Linked DNA regions of Mus musculus: region 2 is linked to region 1. The links are chromatin contacts, called in public promoter capture Hi-C maps. All regions are on one chromosome and are shown on one strand. Each heading gives the region's core, a stretch centred on a gene start, on an enhancer-like site or on the middle of the called end of the contact. The rest is flanking DNA. Distances are from core to core; before and after follow the strand shown. Region 1 holds the start of Zcchc2 (zinc finger, CCHC domain containing 2). Region 2 holds the start of Tsn (translin).

Evidence for each region. Promoter capture Hi-C pulls out the DNA fragments that hold promoters and counts their contacts.
Region 2: a contact with region 1 is called in a promoter capture Hi-C map of cranial neural crest. The contact joins the promoter of Tsn here to the promoter of Zcchc2 in region 1.

The regions. Positions count from the first base shown.
Region 1 is chr1:105,987,339-105,992,523 of GRCm38.p6, forward strand. Zcchc2 (zinc finger, CCHC domain containing 2) reads left to right here and starts at 3,068. Exons shown (of 14, transcript NM_001122676.1): 1 at 3,068-4,369. The coding sequence starts at 3,452. Gm7160 (predicted gene 7160) reads right to left here and starts at 2,944. Exons shown (of 3, transcript NR_151625.1): 1 at 2,834-2,944; 2 at 1,681-1,765.
Region 2 is chr1:118,308,267-118,313,368 of GRCm38.p6, forward strand. It overlaps Tsn (translin), which reads right to left and starts at 3,080. Exons shown (of 6, transcript NM_011650.4): 1 at 2,735-3,080; 2 at 1,507-1,600; 3 at 479-575. The coding sequence starts at 2,800.

The DNA.
Region 1 (5,185 bases), core at 1,818-4,317:
GTTATAGGAAGCCAACTGCTGAATCCAGATCCTCGGCAAGAGCAGCACATACTCCTAACTGATAAACCATCTCTCCAGACCCTAAACACATTTTTTTTTTTTGATAGAGGGGATAATGTTAAGTATATCAGTCTATTCTGAATTACTTAAGTATTTGGGGTTTAGGTAAAAATTACTTTCTGTAATCTAATTGCAAAAGGTAGGATTTAAAAGTCCTTTCTATCATTATTAGCATCAAATCCAAAGTGCAACCTTCCCTTGAAACCAGTTTTCTTTTTGCAGAGAAATACACATTTGGATGTTAAGAATAATAGCATCTTTCATGTTTTACTAAATGTTTATCAAGAGCATATGAAGACAAGACACAATAGTACCTTGAGCTAACTCTATTAGCCGGGGTTCCCCAGAGGAACAGAACCAAATGAATATCTTACAAGAAAAGTTATTAGATTGGCTTATACCGTATGGGATAGGTAGTTCAACAACAGTTGTCTACATGCTAGAGAGGCTGAGAACCTAGTAGCTTCTCAGTCCACAGAGCTAAAAATGTCTCCATGGTCCAGCTGCTGATCTCCAGTAATTAGAAGGGTAAAACTGGACTAAGGCATCAGGAAAGGAGGCAGTGGAAGAAAGGGGTCGGGGCAAGGCAGGCAGGTAAGAACAGCAGCTTTCCCTCCGATCACTTCTAATCTGGCCTCCTTGCTGGCAGATGCTGCCCTCCCTAGAGGGGTACCATCATAACATAAAGGAGGGTCTTCCCCCTCCATCAGTTCTTGTAAGAATTATTCTCACAACTGGCCCAGAAGCAAGTCTCTGACAAACAAGTTTAGCCATCACAATCCCAGTATGAAAAATTTGGATACAAACCCCACACTCGACACTCCTATAGCCCATGTGATTTGATTACACATGGAACATAAAATTTAGAGCATGTTTTTGCAACGAGGCAGATCATATTTCTGAAGAGTCATCAGAATCATGAGGGTAGTTCTCCAGAGTTAAACACTCCCATGTTGCCCTGGGCTCTCTCCCTTGAGAGTGAGCGCTGCAGCAGCCATCCTTCACCCTTGCTCCCTGTGTTCTGTCACTAATCACAGGGTGGAAAAAACCACTTAGACATGTGTGTGTGTGTGTGTGTGTGTGATTTGCAGAGTAGAGAGAGGGCCCTGAAACAACACCCTGTGGGGACAAACCATGAAGCTGGTGGAGGATAACCTGAATTAAGGTATAGTACATGTTATTTATAAGTGTTACTATCAACTGTGTTTTCTAATGCTAGCCAAGCTAGAGAGACAAAAATCATTATTAACAGTTGCAAATTTAATTCTGATGAAAATGTGGACTGGGTGCTGTGAGTCTAGATTAAATAACTGATGCAATAGAAAATTAAAGATTAAAAATCCATAGTCGGGATCACATATAAAAATCAATTTGGAAGTAGAGTATTTGCTCATTACATAAGGCATGGAAGTAAAGTTGGGAATGTGGTAGGGGAGGGGACGGGGGGGGGGGCTCCTCACTATTCTGCTTAAAACATTTCATCCTAAGCTTCAGAAATGTGCCTAAGTGATCAGGCAGGAACAGTAGACTCGAGGATAGTAGCTGAGGCTTACTTCGTTTAAGCTATACCCAAGAAGCACACGAAAGAGAAAACTACATGTCAGAATAGCTTTCACTTACTTTTATCAATATAAAATGTGCTGAGTAATTCTCCATCTCTCGGTTTTATCACGGAAGCTGATTTAGGGTTCAATTCAGTCTTATCCTAAATGATAAAGCCGCAGAGTTTGTGAGATAAAGGCGATTCTATACACTCTGTAGATGTCCCAACACTCTCAACGAGGGTTAGTGTGGCTTTTAATTTTCTCACGCTCCTACTTTGGTTATGTGGTATAAGTTCTTTATTTAAAACTGTCGGAAATTTTAAAAAGCAAACACACAAAGAAACTACTATTATGGACCCTCAAATAATAATAATAATAATAATAATAATAATAATAATAATAATCCTGTTTCCCCCGCCCCTGGGCACAAGATTTATATTTATTTACAATCATGGACTGACAAACAGCATGCCAAGAACTCTTGACCGGCAGTCAGGCTCCAGCACAAATGAGACAGGATGGTCCTGATGGCTCTGAGAGCAATCATGGCCCCTTGGGTTGGTTTGGTTTTTAAATTGATTTTTATGGTTGGGCTATACATATCACTGAAAGAGTCATAGGGAGGGCGGTGTCTACAAAACTTAAAAATGTAATATCGCTTAAAAACTTAAAACCCTGACAAGACAGTAACTTATTAAATTGTTTAAAAGAGTTACAGGAAATTCACACCAGCTCAAGAATTCCAAATGTTCACGGATAGGAACTAAAACGTAGGCAATAAGTGATTGCGCAAACCATAGATTTGGGGCAGGAGGGCGTCCTTAAACTTAACCTTGCAAGCCAGATGCAACCATTAGGCCAAGCACCCCCAGCAACAGGGTCCCCTCAGCCGGATACCCGGCCCAAAGCAGCACCTTGCAGCCAGCCTGAGCAAGGGCGCTCGCCGCCCAAAACCACTCTACATCCCGACCTAACTCCTGGATCTTCGTCCCAGCGTTCACACCAACGGTCCAGGTGAAGTTTTAGAATATGGTAATCTCCCGTGGCTGACTTTGGCGGAGTTCACGAGGCGGCAGGGGCTGGGAACCCACTTGGCGTGATCCAGGGCGGTGGCTGACGCGAAGATGGTCTGCAGCCACGGCACGGTCAGATCTCTCAAGAAAAACTAAGTCGATGTCCCTCCTCCCACGCGAACCTCGCCCACTTCTGCCGCTCCGGGCCAAGCTCACCTCGCCGTGGTCCGAAAGTCCCAAACCCACGTCCTCAGTCTGCTGGAACCCATCAAGCATTAGGACCGCGCGGGATGTGCCAGAGCCTTGCAGCATAGCAGGAGGTGGGCGTGGCTTCTCAGAGAGGGCGGCTCCCGGCGGGGAGGGGGGGGCAAACGAGAAGCTCGCGTCACGCCAGATCTAAACGTTGATTGGCTGGAGTGCGGTGCGCGGAGCCCGCCAGCGTCTCCGCCCAGCCCCGCTGCTCCTCCTCCTCCTCGCCAAGCCGCTCTGCCAGCGCCGGCTCGAGAGGGAACGGCTCAGGCCGTCACCGCCAGCCCCGTGCGGACGCGGAAAGGCGGAAGGAGGACGCGCTCGTCGACTTGCTCCTCCCGCACCGGACTCCCCAGCGGGCACAGAGCCCAGGGGAGGAGCCGTCGCGGTCACGCCCCGCCTCCCGCCGGGACGAAGCTGCCGGCCGGCCACCGCCCCCCGTCCCCGGTCGGCGAGACCCGCCCCCGGCCCGCCCCGGCGGCATGGAGGGGCAACGTTCTTGACGGCCGTGCCGCCGCCCGGGCGCTCGGCTCCTCCCGCCGCCCCCGCTCCCTCGCTCGCATGTCCGCACCGCCTTAGCTGAGGATGCTGAGGATGAAGCTGCCACCGAAGTCGACGCACCCCAGCGAGCCGCCGCCCGACGCGGAGGAGCCCGAGGCGGACGCGCGGCCGGGCGCAAAGGCTCCGCTGCGCCGCCGCCGCGACTGCCGCCCGCCGCCGCCGCCCACGGGCCTGCCGCGGGGACCCCCGCCGCCGCCGTCGCCGCCCCGGGGGCTCGAGCCGCCTGTTGCTAGCGGGCCGACGGCGGGCGCGGGCATGCCGGGCGGCGGCGGGCACGCGGCGGCGCTGCGCGAACAGGAGCGGGTGTATGAGTGGTTCGGGCTGGTGCTGGGCTCGGCGCAGCGCCTTGAGTTCATGTGCGGGCTGCTGGACCTGTGCAACCCGCTGGAGCTGCGCTTTCTCGGCTCGTGCCTGGAGGACTTGGCGCGCAAGGACTACCACTACCTGCGCGACTCGGAGGCGAAGGCCAACGGCCTCTCGGACCCAGGGTCGCTGGCCGATTTCCGAGAGCCCGCCGTGCGCTCGCGCCTCATCGTATACCTAGCGCTGCTGGGCTCGGAGAACAGAGAGGCCGCTGGCCGCCTGCACCGCCTCCTGCCCCAGGTGGACGCGGTGCTCAGAAGCCTGCGCGCGACTCGAGCCGAGGGCTCGCGGGGCAGCGTGGAGGACGAGCCGAGTGGCGATGGCGAGCAGGACGCGGAGAAGGACGGCCCCGGCCCGGAAGGCAGTGGCTGCGCCAAGCTCGGGACTGGAGGCGGGCTCGGCTTCAGGGCCCAAGAGGAACTGCTGCTGCTGTTCACCATGGCTTCGCTGCACCCGGCTTTCTCCTTCCACCAGCGGGTCACCCTGAGGGAGCACCTGGAGAGGCTCCGCAGCGCACTCCGGGTGGAGCCGGAGGACGCGGAGGTGGAGCCCAGCAACTTTGCGGGCTCCAGGGCCCAGGTAAGGTGCGAAGAAGTGCAGTCGCAGCTCCGGCCTCCGCCTCGGCGGGCCTCAGAATCCAGCTCTGACCCCAGCCTCATGCAGGTGTCTCGGAATAACCACTCCGCGGCTCTCAGCCATGGGTAGTCATCGTCATTTTCTTGGGTGGCTCATTTCCAGTCACCCACATGCACATTGAGCCACCCGCCATAACAGAATGCTCTAGAATTCTCTTCTGATGTGCACGAGTTATCACGGAAGACTGGAGCTCCCTGACCCTAGACCTCAGAATTAGGAGGCTCGTGGGACATTTTGGGCTCGAGTATTTGGGTGCTAGGTGCAAGGGGAAAAGCCAAGCGCTTGGGGCTGTCAACCACCGTCCGTTTAGCCCTGGGTGGGCTGTTTCCTAGTCTCAGCCTGTTTAAAAACCGCCTTACCCCTTGGCACTGCCAGGTTACTGTGGCATAAGGAACTTTTTATACTTAGTGTGTGCTAATTAAGGTTTTGAATAGGTCTTTTGGCTTTTAGTCGGAGAACTTTGTATTCACTGGGAGTGTGTGTGTGTGTTCCGGTGGGTATTCTGTGGAGACCTATGAATTGGCTGACCTAAGTACAAAAATCGGTCATCTAGGTAAAGACTTGGGATGGCCTGGCTAAACCTTTAACAGACTACCAAACAAGCTTTCCTAAGGGGCTTGATTTCTACTTCAGATTTGGGGTCTGGTGATCTCTTAGGTCTTTAGGCATTAACGTTGTCTGAAAGAGTTATTAAAACACATTTAGTACATAGGAATCCACTTATCGAAAACTTTAAAGAATTTTTACAGTCTTGAAAGT
Region 2 (5,102 bases), core at 1,830-4,329, about 12 Mb after region 1:
AAAATTGGATAAAAATCTTGAAAATCATAGCAAAGATCGTACTGTCCTAAAACCCAGTGCCCCAATAGACACCCTGAAATAGGGTCAAAATATACATATGCATATCTCTTCTTGCAAACTAGCAAGAAGAGAGGTCATGAATTTGAAAAAGAATGGAGGGGGGATATGAAAGCTTGGAAGAACGAAGGGAAGAGAGAAATGTTGAAATCAAATTACAATCTCAAAAAATAGCAATTTTTTTAAAAAGCAATGGTTACCTTACAAATTGTCTTTAGTTTAAAAAAAAAAAAAAAAGGAAATATTAAAACACTAGTTTTCCTGACACCATTATCAATGCGATTCTTTGTTGTTATTTCTACAAAGACTTCTGCCTATTCGTAAGCAGAAGTCACTAATTCATAATTATTCAATACCTCTATTTCTCCTTTCTTTAAACAAAAATATAATGCTCTAAATGAGCACTGTTTTTCTTACAAACCTGTAATACTGCTCAGCGGGGAACTTGGTCTTCAGGGACGTGAGATGTGTTTTTACTGTACTGAAATGTTCTCTCGCTTTCAAGCACCTCTTTGGAACTGATCATAAAAGATAACAAAATTTAATAATGAAAAACTTACCAAATTGCCAATGTAGTTCTTGCTAAATCATCTATGGAGTCTATGTGGGCATTAATCACCTTGAAATCTGAGGCCATTAGTCCTCAGCTACTTTTCCTGTAAGTCCTCACACACCAAAAATCAAGACTATTTCTACCTCCCATGGTCAAAAAAAAAAAAGAACTTTACTGACTATTCTCAGATTGATAAATTTTACATCATTGCATAAATGACTTGCCTTGGTAACCTGTAAGCTGTGTATCAGAAAATAACTTCAGCTCTCAGCTATGCTGGCTGCATTGTACAAAGGGATTCATGTCTAACTTGACATATTAGAATCTCAACAAAGGGCTGACTATAAACATGAATTTTAAAACATTTTATACCTGGCACTTTATTATCTACAAATGTATATTAAAAGGCATTCAAAAAAAGAAAGTAAAAATAGAAAAAAAATTTAAAGAAAAAAAGGCATTCAATCATTAGAATCATTCATTAAAATACACACAAAGACTCACATGTGCCAACTGTAATGAAACTCACTGAAGTCTGAGGTTCAGGTGAGAGGAACACAACTCAACACAGCCTGGGCAACAAAGCAAGACTCCCGTTCTCTCTCTCACACACACACACCAATAGACTAACATAGCAAAACAACATTCCTATTTAAACCACACTATACACACATGGAAAAGCAACCAAAATATCAAGAATATCGTAAATCCTCAAAATGACCAAACCCCTATTCTCCAATTTTCACTCACAATAATAAATAAATAAAAGCATAATAAACACTCCTCACAATAAATGACAAAAGTGTACTCAGTATGTCCTTTTAATGGACTTAAGAGTGATATGTTGGACAAAAAAATTTAAAAATTTTTTCAAACATCAAAGCAAAAAAACTTACTGTCCTGAAATCCAGTACCCTGGTGGACCCCTTGAAGTAGGGTCAAAATCTCTCGAGCAGTTTGTTCTAAACTCTGTACAACTTTTCGTATTTCCTAGAGAGAATTAAAAACAAAAGCCAGATAAGGTCAGTGTAATCTTCAGCAGAGTCGCCTACAAACATGCTACCACACCCTCACATTCAGTCACAGCTCTCAGACTTTCACAAGAAGGGATTCTTCAGGTGTGAATCCAAACTCTTCCAGTAATTTCTTCTTGTCACAACTCAAGGAGCTGCTAAAAAAGCCTCAAATTCTACAAGTAGCCGTGAAAGAAAAATAGCCACCTGCTCAAGAACCCAACTGAGACACTATATAAATGAATAACTGACAATGTAAATGTTCTCTATAGAACAAAAACTTAAATACAAAGTGGTGACTGATTTTCATTCATTCATTTTGCACACATTCTCTGAGCACATTTAGTTATGGGCATTATGCAAACATCAGAGACGCAAGCAACTCCTTCTAGCAATAGGACGGATAAATGGGTTTTTTTTTCTCAATTTCTCACGATTTTAGGAGCTAACAGAAAAGCAGTCAAAATAAGGACTATAAATTTTGCACGTGTTAATTTCAGCACTGAAAACGCTGAAGGCTACAGGTTCGAGTTCGAGGTCACCCAAGGCTACTACACATCAAGATCCTGTCTCACGCGCAAAAGGAAAACAGCCAGAGAGCAGAAAATAAACTAATTCCAGCAAAAGCAGATAATACAACCAAGGGTCCTCAGACAGAGCAATATCTGGAGCATTAGACGAATAAAAAGTTAACTTAAACACACACACAGTAACGAGTGTAAATAAAAGGAGAGCGGGGAAAGAGACCTTGTGAGCCACCGGAGAATCTAGATTTTTTTTAAATTTTTTATGCGGGATGAGAAGCTACAGAAGAGCTTTTTGCTTAAAGAAAGACCGCAAGTGCTATTTAAAAAAAAAAAAATACCAGCAGCCAATATAGAAAAGATGTGCTGGTTAGCCACGGGCGTTAACCGAGCCTGGGACTGGAATACTGAACTAGGAAAGGTGATATTCTAAGAGGTACATGACGCTGAGAAGTCGAATCCGGAACCAAGAGGCGGCCTAACCTAAACCCATCGGGCCTGAAAACGAGAGACCGAGCAGGACCAGGCCAACTGGACCAGCCTGGCTAGGAAAAGAAAAAAAGGAGATGGGGAGGAAGGGGGCTCGCCTCTCGGATGTCCTGCTCGGCAGCCAAAAAGCCCTGCAGCTCCACGAAGATCTCGCTCACAGACATGGCGCTGGCTGCCCTACAATCAGTCAGCACCGGAGCACCGCCGAAGAAGTACGACCCACAAACAAGTAGCGGACTCGCTCGCAACGCCCGTCGCCGTCGCCACTGCCGCGTCCACTAGCCCTTGCGCCAAGGCTGGCGCCGGGGTCTTCCCACACCCGCGGCGCACCGGAGCCCGGGCTGCCCGCCGCAATGCCTGAAGCGCCGCGCGCACAGTCCCGTGCCGCGCTCTTGCCCAGAATCCCGACGGCAGGGCCGAGCCTCGCCTGCCGCCCGCACGTAGGCATCTCCGGAAACAGCCCTACGTAGGGGCTTCAGTGGCCCGTGGCCGTAGGCCGGCTGATAGGCAGCTCCAATTAAGGAGGTGGGGATTCGCAGATAGGCATCTAGGAAAACAGCCGGTTGGGGGGGCGGGGGGGGGGTCCTTAGGGACACTTGGCTCGTAGAAGGCGGGGCCAGCGAGTGGCGCGGTTTGCTTATCCATGTTATCTGTGTACTTCAAGCAAGGGAGGGAAGTTATACTTCTGTCTGCTCAACAAAGAGCATGCATAAACTGAATGGGGAAGAATGGCGAGAGAATGTAATCCGATAAATGAAAAATAATAAAAGACTATAATCTAAATAAATATTAATGAATAAAAATATTATCTTCGGGTCTGGAGAGATGGCTCAGCGGTTAAGAGCATCGACTGCTCTTCCAGAGGTCCTGAGTTCAATTCCCAGCAACCACATGTTGGCTCTCAACCATCCATAATGGGAACTAATGCCGTCTTCTGGTGTGTCTGAAATGCAATGTACTCATATGCATAAAATAAATAAATCTACCAAAAAAAAAAAAAAGAAAAGAAAAGAAAAGCGTGTTACTGTAACCTTCAACCAGGGACTACACTTCAGCTATGAACGTGCTTCAGGGCTTTGAAGTCCTTGTACATGATCTGCCTCACAGCTATCCTATCCTCCCAATGAGTATCATGAAGATCTCTCTGGTCTTGAGCAGTCTTGAAGAGGCCAGAGTTCACCTTGTAGCTCCTGCCAGCTGCTTCTCCACCTGATCACCGAGTGCACTTTCTGAATGAGCTTGGATGGAGTACTTCCTGTTATTTCTTTGAAAGAGTATCGTCTGTGGTGGCGTGAGGGCTCTTAACCATCGAAAGGGAGAGATTGACAAACTTTAGCAGTTAAAGGTTTGTCACCAAGACTGACAGTCTGATGGAAGGAAAGAACCAACTCCCACAAGTTGTCCTCTTCAAACACACACACTACACTCACACACACACCAAGTAAATAAATGTGTAATCTTTGATGGACAGTCTCATACTCTCCCCCAGCCCAGAAAATCTATTTTAACTACAAAAGAACCATTCTTTGAAGGAGCAGGAACTAGCCAAGACACCCACTTGTACAGGAACTGTTTTTGATCATGTTCTGGACCCAGTTTCCTCATAACTTAGTAAGAAATATTCTTTGGGGGGGGGGGTCGAGAAAGGGTTTCTCTGTGTAGCCCTGGCTGTACTGGAACTCACTCTGTAGACCAGGCTGGCCTCGAACTCAGAAATCTGCCTGCCTCAGCTCGAACTCAGAAATCTGCCTGCCTCAGCCTCCCAAGTGCTGGGATTAAAGGCATGTGCCACCACTGCCAGGCTTGTGGGCTTTTTTTTTTTTTTTGAAAGAATATTGTAAGTGCCCTTTACCTTTCACTGGAATTTAGAATTTAGATACCTTGCTAAGCATGGGAGAAGGGATTCTTTTGATCTTAAAGCTTTTCTATTCCAACAGCCAATCCCTTCTTTTGTGTTCTTCTGTTTTGTTTTGGTAAAGAATATGTTAGATCTCAAAGAAACACATCTCAGAACCTTTGGCTCCTCCCAACACTTCTCACCAGCCCCCTACCCCAAACCTCTCCCAGGGCCTGGGCTTCAGCTTCTCTTCCCCTACTTTCTCCTCCCTATAAAAAAAAAAAAAAATGTGGCTACACACTCTCTTCATCTCCCAGTCCTTGCACCTCCTCTTCTGTTCCTCTCTCACTCTCCCACCTCTCTCTCCTCTTGTTGTCAGCTTCATATCTACAATAAACCCTTCTCAACCATACCTTGGAGTGGCCACTTCCTTGTTTTTTATTAATTAGGGTCTTAACTAGGCTAGTGTTTAACTCATTACGAAGCTAAGGACAGCCATGAACCTCCCGATCTTCCTGCCTCCACTTCCCCAATGCTGGGATGACAAGCATGGACCACCAGGGTCTGCTTTAAGTCATCATTTGACCAAATTTCCATGGCTGCCATTTTCTTCAAGTACCTTTTGAGAA